Linked DNA regions of Cricetulus griseus: region 1 is linked to region 2. The links are chromatin contacts, called in public Hi-C maps. All regions are on one chromosome and are shown on one strand. Each heading gives the region's core, a stretch centred on a gene start, on an enhancer-like site or on the middle of the called end of the contact. The rest is flanking DNA. Distances are from core to core; before and after follow the strand shown. Region 1 overlaps LOC113835904. Region 2 holds the start of Nek7 (serine/threonine-protein kinase Nek7).

The links. A called contact is a pair of places that touch in the nucleus more often than the background predicts.
Region 1: a Hi-C map of the CHO-K1 cell line shows a contact between it and region 2, with 5 times the contacts expected there. The contact joins the enhancer-like site here to the promoter of Nek7 in region 2. A contact is called at or near these places in 3 of 8 Hi-C or Micro-C datasets (the CHO-K1 cell line and fibroblasts).

The regions. Positions count from the first base shown.
Region 1 is chr5:50,988,617-50,993,900 of CriGri-PICRH-1.0, reverse strand. LOC113835904 reads right to left here. Exons shown (of 4, transcript XM_027417460.2): 2 at 3,680-3,780; 3 at 1,649-1,761. The coding sequence starts at 3,780. Among named protein-coding and RNA genes, the nearest start is that of Atp6v1g3, 57 kb to the left of the region's middle. Within about 2 kb of position 2,885, at least 3 of the 6 cell types and tissues checked have open chromatin away from gene starts, as enhancers often do. A contact at or near this core is called in the CHO-K1 cell line, where this site is marked.
Region 2 is chr5:50,690,702-50,695,564 of CriGri-PICRH-1.0, reverse strand. It overlaps Nek7 (serine/threonine-protein kinase Nek7), which reads right to left and starts at 2,864. Exons shown (of 10, transcript XM_027417458.2): 1 at 2,732-2,864.

The sequences.
Region 1 (5,284 bases), core at 1,636-4,135, 300 kb before region 2:
TCATACAGTCATTGGCTTGTCTCTGACTTATTTCACTTAGCTTGAGGCCCCTCAGAGACGTAACAAGATAGTAATATCATGGAGGCTCACATTCATGATGTCATCTTCTACTAGTTGTCGCCTGAAGGCCTGCCTCACCATTAGATATCATCACACTGGGAATTAAGGTTTCATCATAGGAACTTTGGATAGCACAACCTTCCAGTCCATGGTACTTACCAAACAAATAGGAGTTTTATTTTCATCAACACATCAGATATATCTATAATTATCATTACAATGTAACTCAGGGTGCCAGTCTTTCCTCAATGAAGAGAAACCTTTACTTGGATGCATTTTGAAGAGGAACCTCTTGGCTTTCTGCAGTCCAGTTCCTCTTGATTGTGTGTGTACTGTGTGTGCAAGGTGTGGGTTCTGCCAGTGCTGGACCAGATTCTCCATTTTTCCATTTTGATCTGGCACTTTCCTGGTGGACCTCCATTTGCCAAGTCCATGGCACTGTCAGTTTTCCACTCTTCAATCACCGGTTGTCCTTTAAGAGGGCATTTGCAAAGCTTTCCTTTTTGTCCTTGCTTTTGCTTTCCCTTTCCCTTTGCTTTGTAACACTCAGCTCTCACCTGCAAACCTGAAGCCAAGAAGATAGCATGTTCCTCCAAACATGCCCCAGCATCACCTCCCTCACTGGGCTATTTTAGGCAGGATTCCCTATCTCAGCGATTATTTTAATAGGAAGAAAACTTCCAGGTGAATGATTATTTTCCACAAAACTGTCAGTACAGAAGAAAGATGGAAAAAGGAAGGGATATAAAAAATAAGTGATCTTCTCTTGTTTCACATTGTCAGAAGTTTTCCCCTGCCCTACCATTCCAACGAAAGCCTCCCACAGATCAATTCATTACCGTTCTATAATACAAGCACACATGAAATTAGACTAGACCTGAAACTGAACCAATGTTGATTGAAATTCCCTTTCAAATTATCATCTACTTTTCGATATTTCTTTTACGCAGTAAAGAAAATACTTTTTATTTTTAAAAAGAGGGAAATTGATCTTTTTTGATTGAGAAAATAAATCTAATATATCACTAAGAAAGAACATGTGACCGGACACATACATGGCTTGGTACCCATGCAGATACCGGTACCAATTGCTCACTCGTGGTAGTTATGCCACCTCTGATGGGGACTGAGATAGTGTGTGCCATCATCCCTTGCTGTCTCCACCTTAGTTTAATCTTATTGGGTCCTTTTACTCTATTGATGTTATGTTTTGTAAGTTCATTCGTTCCACACAGAGCTGTCCAGCACAGGCTACCTTCTCCAGCTGTGGCGAGCTGAGTGACTTTCTAGAAGCCAGAGTGACATGGATACATACAATCAAGTGTTAAAATGGCAAGTGCCGATGGTTTGCTTATTTTGTTAATGTCCTAGGAACGTTCTAAGAAGACAAAAGCCTGATGATATTTTCCAGAAAGCAGAAAAAAAAATCCACAACTTGAATAGCTGATGCTTTTGTTCCAGAACATACACTTGCTCAGTGCCCACCTCCCAAACCTTGCCCCAGAACACCAGCTCTCTGTATAAGCAACTCATTTGTCACCAGTTGTCTCTGTCTCTGCCAGTCCAGCCACCCTAAACCTACACTTACCGTAAAGGGAAGTTTTGTCACTGGTGGACCAAGACTTCTGGAAGAAGGGTTGCCAGAGTGTGGACAGACTTATTTTTGTGCCAGCAAAGGCAAGAAGCCACAGCACACAAAATCTGAATGACAAAGAAGGAAACCCAGTCAAACAGACATTCTTCTAACTTCGGTGGCAAATGTTTTCTGCCTTCTGGCTGCCAGCCCTTTTCAAAGCTAATTCCCCAAGGATTGTTTTCCTTTGTTTAGCTTCCGTGTGTAGCAAATTAATTCATGATTTGTTGTTATTAGAAAACCAAAACAAAGAAAAAATATCTTTTCCCAGTACTCCTCAAAGTAATGCCCACAGGAACCCACCCAATAAAATGGCCTCAAAAAAAAAAAAAAAAAAGATTGGTTCAAAGCCCATAACAATGCCAAAGCTGTGAGCTCTCCCACAGCTACCCATACTGTGGGGGTGTGGGGAAATATGCAAACTGGCAAACTGGGTGTACAGCATGCCTTTCTCTTGCTCTTTATGGAGCTCTTTTCCAAGGGCAAGGAATACTGCAGCAGCCTGTGGCAGCCAGGCAGGGCTGTCAGCATGAGCCTTACCACCTCTGGCACCGCAGCTTCAGCCATGAGGCAGTGATTGCTTCCCAGTAAGGCCAGATGAGCTTGGAGTACAGGGAGATTAAGTCATAAATAGTTCAAATTTAAGGGAGCTTTTCAATCCACAGAAATGTGAGGCTTCAAGGGCGAGATTTCCTCAGAAGGTCATCATCACCTTCAGAACATTTCCAATGAGAAAGCTACTTTTTAAGTAGAACAATAGTCCACAATGATCACCCAAAAATGTCACTTATAGTTTACCATATTACAAATACATGCCAATTATTTGTTGCAAGTAATTATAAAATATAGGTTTGAATCGCTAGCAATGTTTATAAAATTACCCAAAATGAATTAGGATAGATAGGAAAATTTTTAAAATGGATCGTATATGAGTTGTAATCGATACAAAGTTGCTCATTATAATAAATCATCTGTATTCTGAATTTTTGTCAATTCCGTGGCAATTTTTATCTAGAGTTTATTATGTTTACTGAGTGGCAATGAGTTTTGCATTCTGTGGGGAACTGTAACTGTATGGGTTAAAAAGCTTGGTTTATAACTTTGCATAAAGCGCCCTTCACAGCCTGTGGCTGGCAGGCACTCTGAGTCCCCTTGGGTGTGGCTCTTCCTACCTCCTCTTTTGCCCATTTCCTGTCCTCACTTCTTGTCTCACTGCCTCTCTGTTACAGAACTCTACCAGGAAGGACCGAGCTCAGCCCTATGGAAGTTCTGAGACAAACTGAAAGCAAGCTCTGCCACTCGCTGTAGCAGTAAAATGGGACCCCAGATCCACCACGATGTGCCTAGGAAGTGAAATGACAGTGCCTTTAACTCTTCAATGTGCGAAGAAACAGAAAAATCTTGTTAGCTGCAGTTCTAAAAATTGCAAGTATCCCACAGTCTGTGCCTTCATCAGCAAAGATTCTGCGTGTATTTTATTCAACAAATGTGAATTCACTTCTAAAAATAACCAGTGCAGGTTTTCTACAAGCATGGAGGGTCACCAAGGTTGAAACAATCAGTCTTGGGCTTGCCCACTTTGAATGGAAACAAAGTATTTTCCCCATCTGGGAGTTTTACTTTTTTTCTCCTTGGCTTCCTATCTCCTTCCCATAAGACTCAAATACTATTTCAGAAACATGGAGTAAGATGGAGCCCCTGCTCGGATCTTAGTTTCTCTTCCTCTTTTTCCGATAGCAGGACATTTGCTTTGTCCTAAGATGAACTTTGTCATTTACTTCCACGGTATGGTTTGACCTGGGAGATCATTTCATCCCTACACTCTGAGAAAAGGAACCATTGTTTTCAAGGTAAACTTAACCAACAGTTTCTCTCAGAAGTGTGGTATTCTATCAAAACACAAATATCAAACTAACTGTGAGAAGTAGCCCCAAACCGAAAAACGTTAGCCCAAATGAGCCTTCCAAAAAGCCCAGAAAGACTTGCCTTTTGCAGCCTTGCCTTGTCTCCGCTGTTGTGAGGACAATCCTGTTTTGAACACTAGATGGCGATATGAACTCACTGAATTTGGAACCCAACCAGCCCATCTGTAATTTCAAAGAGAAAAAAAGATGAGGATTTTCCTTAACTGATTTGATAGTCTGACACATAGTGTTAAGGAAGTGAATTTATATGATGTAACAGCTATTTCATTAAGTTTCAGTGAAAAAGAAAGCATCCTCGTCTGGCAGGCAAACGTGCCTGCTTCTAAAACGTGAGCCAGGGAAATAGGGAGGCAGAGTACAGTTAGAGGAAAGGGGAAAAGCAGACAGGCTTGCTGGCCGATTTGACTGCTTCTTGACTGACTTAAATATTTTCTTGACTACCTGACAGTCAAAATGGTGAAGGCAGTTTGTTTGTGTCAACATAGGGTTATTTTGTGCACCGACTGCAGCCTGTATGTCTATATTGCTAGAGTTTGTCTGCCTCTTTTGTAGCCTAGCTATTTGGCCAAGGTGGTTAGGGACGTCTACCACTGAGACCCCAGTCATCTTGGCCACGGACCATTTCCTCAGCTCTGGCCAGTCGTTTCACAAATGCTTGATCTACAGACACTCCTGCACATGGAAGTCCAGATGATCAGAAAAGCCACCTCACTGCAGGAAGAAAAAAAAAAAAAAGCCACCTCTTGGGGCTTACCTATCCCATGAATGGCAGATCCCTAGTGTCACTTCTTTCAAAAGACTCAAGTAAATGCTTCTAAAAGTCAACTCTCTTGATGAGCATATGTTCCTCAACCCTTGAACCAGGTATATTATGCACACAGCTGCTTCAAACTGAAAGGGAATGGAGGGAGAACTAGCTGGAATCCCAGCGACCCACAATGTTGTTACAAAGACCAACAGGCAAACAAATATTGTATAGTGCATTAAATATAGTAGGGGAGAGTTTTACTTCCAAACTGCCAAGGAAGTGAATAAGAGTTGAAGCTCAGGCCAGTCACTAAGTTCAGACACAAGCAATGACATGAATTCAACTACAAGATGTGGTCAAAGGCATTCCAGAGGATAAAGTAACTCTGTATGAAAACAACAATTTTCAGAGTGGGTGTTTGAGAACACCTGTCCATATACCAGGAATGTGGTCTATGTGGTGGCAGGTGCTACTAGTTAAGTGGATGAGATAGGCAGTCAAAAGGCAACCAGAGGTTTTCCGTAATCTAAAACTTCATAAAACCCAAAGTCGGTGGGTTCTCAGTAACAAAACAACTGGGAGAAATGAGCAAATGTGTAGTCTCTGGCCCAGAAATTCCGAGCAGTCTCGGGAGGCGCAGCCCTCCCAGAGGGTGGGGCATGAATCCCCCCTTCCACTGTGCCTTGTACATGCTGGACCTCCTTCCAAACCTTAGAGTGTGGACGCCTAGGAGTTAAGCATGGAAAATTCAGGGTTAGCAGTGACAGTGACAGGTCATGTCAATGGCACTTTTTCATTACAGCCTTTCCCCTCAAACATGTAACATACATGATTTATATCATACAAATTCCTCCGGAAGTTCCGTGTAGAAAATACCAGGACTCCTCACATTTGTAGTGGACACCTAAAGCTTTTACT
Region 2 (4,863 bases), core at 1,615-4,114:
ACATACATAGTAAGTTCCAGGCCAGCAAAGGCTACAGAGTGAGACCCTATGTCAAGCGGGAAAAAATTAAAGTGTCAGTTTCCATTATATTCTACAAATGCATAGGTTTGGTTATAATTATATAACCAAATTCTATTTCACCTATAATCTCCATGAAAAAAAAATCCAAGATGAAGAATTAAACTGAAACAAGTCTAAAAGTATCAGTAAATGCTTGTTAGAAAATGTTTCTGTATTTATAGAAATGCAGATAAATCCATTCAAAGTAAATAGTAACCACTCATGTCATTCTTACGTCTTCAGAACGACAGTAAGTTTGCTACTACACTGCAGTTTAGATTATGAAGTTATCTATCTACACACTACTCAAATATTTGAAAAGATACTTGGCTGAAACTGGGAACATCTACCCTGCACATTCTTACAATAACAAAATCTGTTTTTTAAAAAAAAACTGATATTGTTATTATTATTATTATTATTATTATTATTATTATTATTATTATTTAAGCAAATGCTGACTACTTAATGTTTGTAGTAAGGCAGGGCTGAAAGGTATCAACTACAATCACCAGAAGGCCGGAAGGGGGAGAAGAGTGCTGGCAGTACTTATTTACAGAGTGGAACTGCTCTGCACTTCGGCTTATTTTAAACTGCAATGCTGGTTTTTAATTTAGTAAGGAAGGGCATGCCAGCCATGCGGCCTCTGCTCCCCTACTCCACTAGTGTGCAGCCTTCATGGGGGGGGGGGGGGGGGTTCCTTCTGTTTTACTACTGGAGAGAAATCATCTAAGAGTCCAGCCAAGAAAACGTGTCTGTGGGAAAGGAGTGGTGTGAGACAGGTATTATCCAGATAAACACACTTCAGTAGTAGTTTACAAAATAGGTCTATTTGTCTGTTTGACTTTTTTAAACTCAGGACTGTCTTAACCATAGTAAGACTGCCAAACTGCCATGAAAGTGTCTACCAAGGTTTCTTCTGGCAGTTCTTGGTTTTCAGTTTCAGACGATCTCGGGGTAAAGCCCCAATCAGTCACAGACTATATTTAATTTGCTGACCAGGTTCGTTTTTTATCTACTTTGGTTTCGGTGGAAGCGGTGACTTCAAACTGAACCCGAATCTTGAAAGTTAACAAAGGGCGAAAAGGAAACAAGAGCCCCCTCCCTCTATTTTTATGCGCTGATTTCACAAGACTGTGAGCATCGGCCCTTCTTTCCACAGGCCCACATCCTCTGAGAAACTTGGCCTTCTTCTTCCAGTCCAGGGCAGCGGTAGGAAGTACCCGCCCTCCTGGGTTACGGCCGGGTGTCCTCCCCGTCCATTGGCTGCGATGGCTGTCAGTGCTCTAAAGGGCGGGGTCTCCCACCTTAGAGCGGAATCTGAGGACTGCAGGCTCACTGGGTCCCCGATTCCCCTCCACTCCATCCCAGAGTCCCTTCTCCTCTTTCTCCACAAGCCCTTCACTCGCCCCCCCGCTCCCATACACTTTACAGCCCCTCTAAGAAGTAAAGTTTTTCCAAACCTCCAACATCAGTGAATGCAACGGTTTGGTTTGGGATGTAAGATCAAATTATGGATCGGATCCCTCAAAGTGTAGAAGAGAGCTGTGAAGATAAAATAACTACTTAGGTTGCATGCTAATTAAATCAAGTGCACTGGCCGTCACGAAATACTGCAGTCATGAATACCAGCAAAAATTCGACAAAGCACTGCAGGCTTAACTATTTTTATTCACTATTTTCTGAGTTTGTCCGGTTGTCCCAAACAGATTATACATTTTTTATGTGAGTACTAAGGCTCTCTTGGGTCATGCGAACATCCCGTCGTCCAGAAGACAACAGAGTCATTATACACATATTCTGAATATAATTCTGTAAAGCAACCTATTAAAAATCATCATCGTGAACGGCTGCAGGTAACATGCCTGTTGGGAACTGCAGATTCCTTGCAGGAGAAACTAAAGAGTGGGTCTTAACAACACTCCACAAACTACGGGTCTCTTTTTAAATTACAACCTTTAATATTAGTAACCTCAAAGAGAAAAAAAAAAGCCATTTCATCTCTATACTGCTTTTTCTATATTCAGTTCCGTCACCAGAATTGTAAATACATATATCTTGCTCTAAAATAAATATGTTCTTAGCATGTAGCTAGGGCAAAGGCAATGTGAGTACAATATGTGAGTCCGTAAAAGCATCCGCTGTGGGTCTTCCAAGGCCTCCAGCACCAGGCAGGCGGCTGCAGCCGGCATTGCTCGGCAGCATCCTCCACTGCCCTCTAACTTCACTAGGCCCACTTTGTGACTCAGCTCATCCTTTGCTGCATCCCAGCCCGGGATCGGTCCCGATCGGTTCCCGACCCTGCTGCCCCGCCACCCTGACTCCCAGGTCGGTGAACTTCACTTTTCTAAACTAGGCTGCAGCCGAATCGGTTGAGCCAATCCGCGAGCGGTAAATAGCCACGGTGACCAATGAGATCGGCCCGGAGGCGGGTCTTAGCTGGAGTTCCTCCTGTCCCAGCTCGGAGACCTGTTGCCGCCGCCACCACCGCAGCGGAGCTTCCCCCGGGGTCGCGGAGCCTGGGAGCCGATCTCCCGCCGCCAGCGGCCTGCACCGCCCTCCACCAGCTGCAGACGGCCCAGCCCGACCTCCGAGGCACCCGAGCCGGAGGCTCCACGCGGCCCGCCCGCTCCCAGCACCGGCCCCACCCGGCCGGGCCGTGCAGACTCACCGGGACAGCGGGACAGCTCGGTCCACGCGGGCTGCAGGGCTGCGGGCTGCGGGACCCCGGACCGATCGCCTCTGCCCGCGCCGCTGCAGGCACCGGCTCCCACCCCGCTCGGCCGGCGCTCACCACTGCGAGCCTAGCGGCGGCCCATCCTCCCGGCTCCGCTCCTCCTCCCGCGGCCGCGGCTGTCAGGAGGGTAAACATCCCGGCATCCCCGAGGAGAGGGCGGGCCGCCGCAGGCCCCTCCCCGCGCCCGCACCCTGCTCCGGACCCACGCCGCCGCTTTCCAGAGAACTGGGGTGTGCCTGGCTTATGGCCTGGGCCCCTGCCTCCACATCACCGTGTTTTAATCCCATTCTCTTTTACCTACTGATTTAAGCTGCCTCTACACCGTGTCCGTGCAAGGAAACGAGAGTTTTCCTCGAGTCTGGCTAAGCCAACCTTGACTTTAACGTCCCAGCACTGGGAATGCCTTTCAGGACGCTTGCGAAAGTTGAACTACTTGCTACGATATGCAGGATCTTTGAGATACGGGCATACTTTTAAAGTGGAATTACAGATATGTTACATTGCGTAAATATATTTTACACGTCACATGTTTGCGATATGGGTCTGCCTCTATTACATGGAGCTGCTGAAAAAAGCAATGCTTTGATTCCTACTGTTTCACTATCCAGATTTGAACTACTGTGGTATCCAGCTAGGAGGCAGTGTAGAGTCTGTCGTGCCTGGATTCTGGTCTTTTGAGTGGCCGGCCAGTCATTTAACTTCCAGTTGTCAAGGTCTTTGTCTTAAGAGCAGCCTTAATGGCTCATCTTAGAAATGAAATACAGCAGCGTTTGAGCCCTGAGCCTAGCCATTCGGTATCACTACGTCTTTCTCTGGCTTCATTCCCCCAAAGAAAGTAGAGCCAAAATCGGGATGATAGCTCAAATATGTTTAAACGATGGAATTAGGATTTAGATAGTTTTAGGCCAGCTGGATGGCTCAGGAGGTAAAGGCCCTTACTACCAAGCCTGATGACCTGAATTTGATTCCCAGGACCCACGAGATGGGAGGGAAGTGACTTCCCACATGTCGTTTTCTGGCATCCGCATTGCAATGTGGCACATATACCACAAGTGTGCCTGTGTGAAGTATAATTACAGAAAAATTACAAACTTTAATTTTAGAAAGAAAATTAAGATTCCAAGAGGAGACCTTTGGTGCAAGTGGTATAAACTACTCAAATGTGCCAGATGGAGTTCTAAAACGACTGATGAGTGACGAACCCACATGCATGAGTCCTGTTTTCATAAAACTTCAATGAGAAAGTTCAAAATACTCAATGTCCTTTATATCTGCTGACAAGTCATAAAGAAATAAAGTGTGGGGGTGGGGCTTCTTTAAATATATGTATCTGGGAAAACCACTTGGCAATTGAGCAGAGGCCTGTTGAAGTAAGAAAAGGAGTCATGTGACTGTCCGGAGATAGACTGTTTTGTACAGAAAAGGCAAAGTTACCTGTGTGGAAGTGGGTTTGCCATGATGGAGAAACAGCCAAGAAATTAATGTAGGCAGAATCCCGTGAGCAAGGGACAGTAGCTGATGGAGTAAGAGGGGGTGAGATACCAGAGAAGGGATAGGTGTAGAATTTTGAACTCTTATCCGTTATTTTCAATGAAATGGAAAGCCATTACAGGAGGAAGCTGAGAGAAAACAGCACTGTGGAGAATACACTGCAGGATGGAGGGACTAGTAGTTGGAAAAGGATAATAATAATGGTCCCTGAAATATATATCAGTCAGGCTGAGACCAGTTGCTAGCAGACCGTAGATATATTTCCAAGATCAAGTCAACAAAATTTGCTGGCATATTGAATGTGGTGTATGAGAGAAAGATAGGATGAAGCCAGTATGTTGAAATTTGAACCAAATCAAATGGTCATGTCCCACCAAATCACTCGTAGAAACAATGTCATTTGAATTGTCATAGCTTATAGAAAAATTAACAGACATCTTTAAGGCAGAATTCAGCGTGGGACTAGATGCATGGTTCATAGCTTGCTCTTGCTATTTTCGATATTAGCATATTAGAAAATGTAGATTGATCAGTACCTTGTACAATAGACCAATTTAAGCACACCAACAATTTAT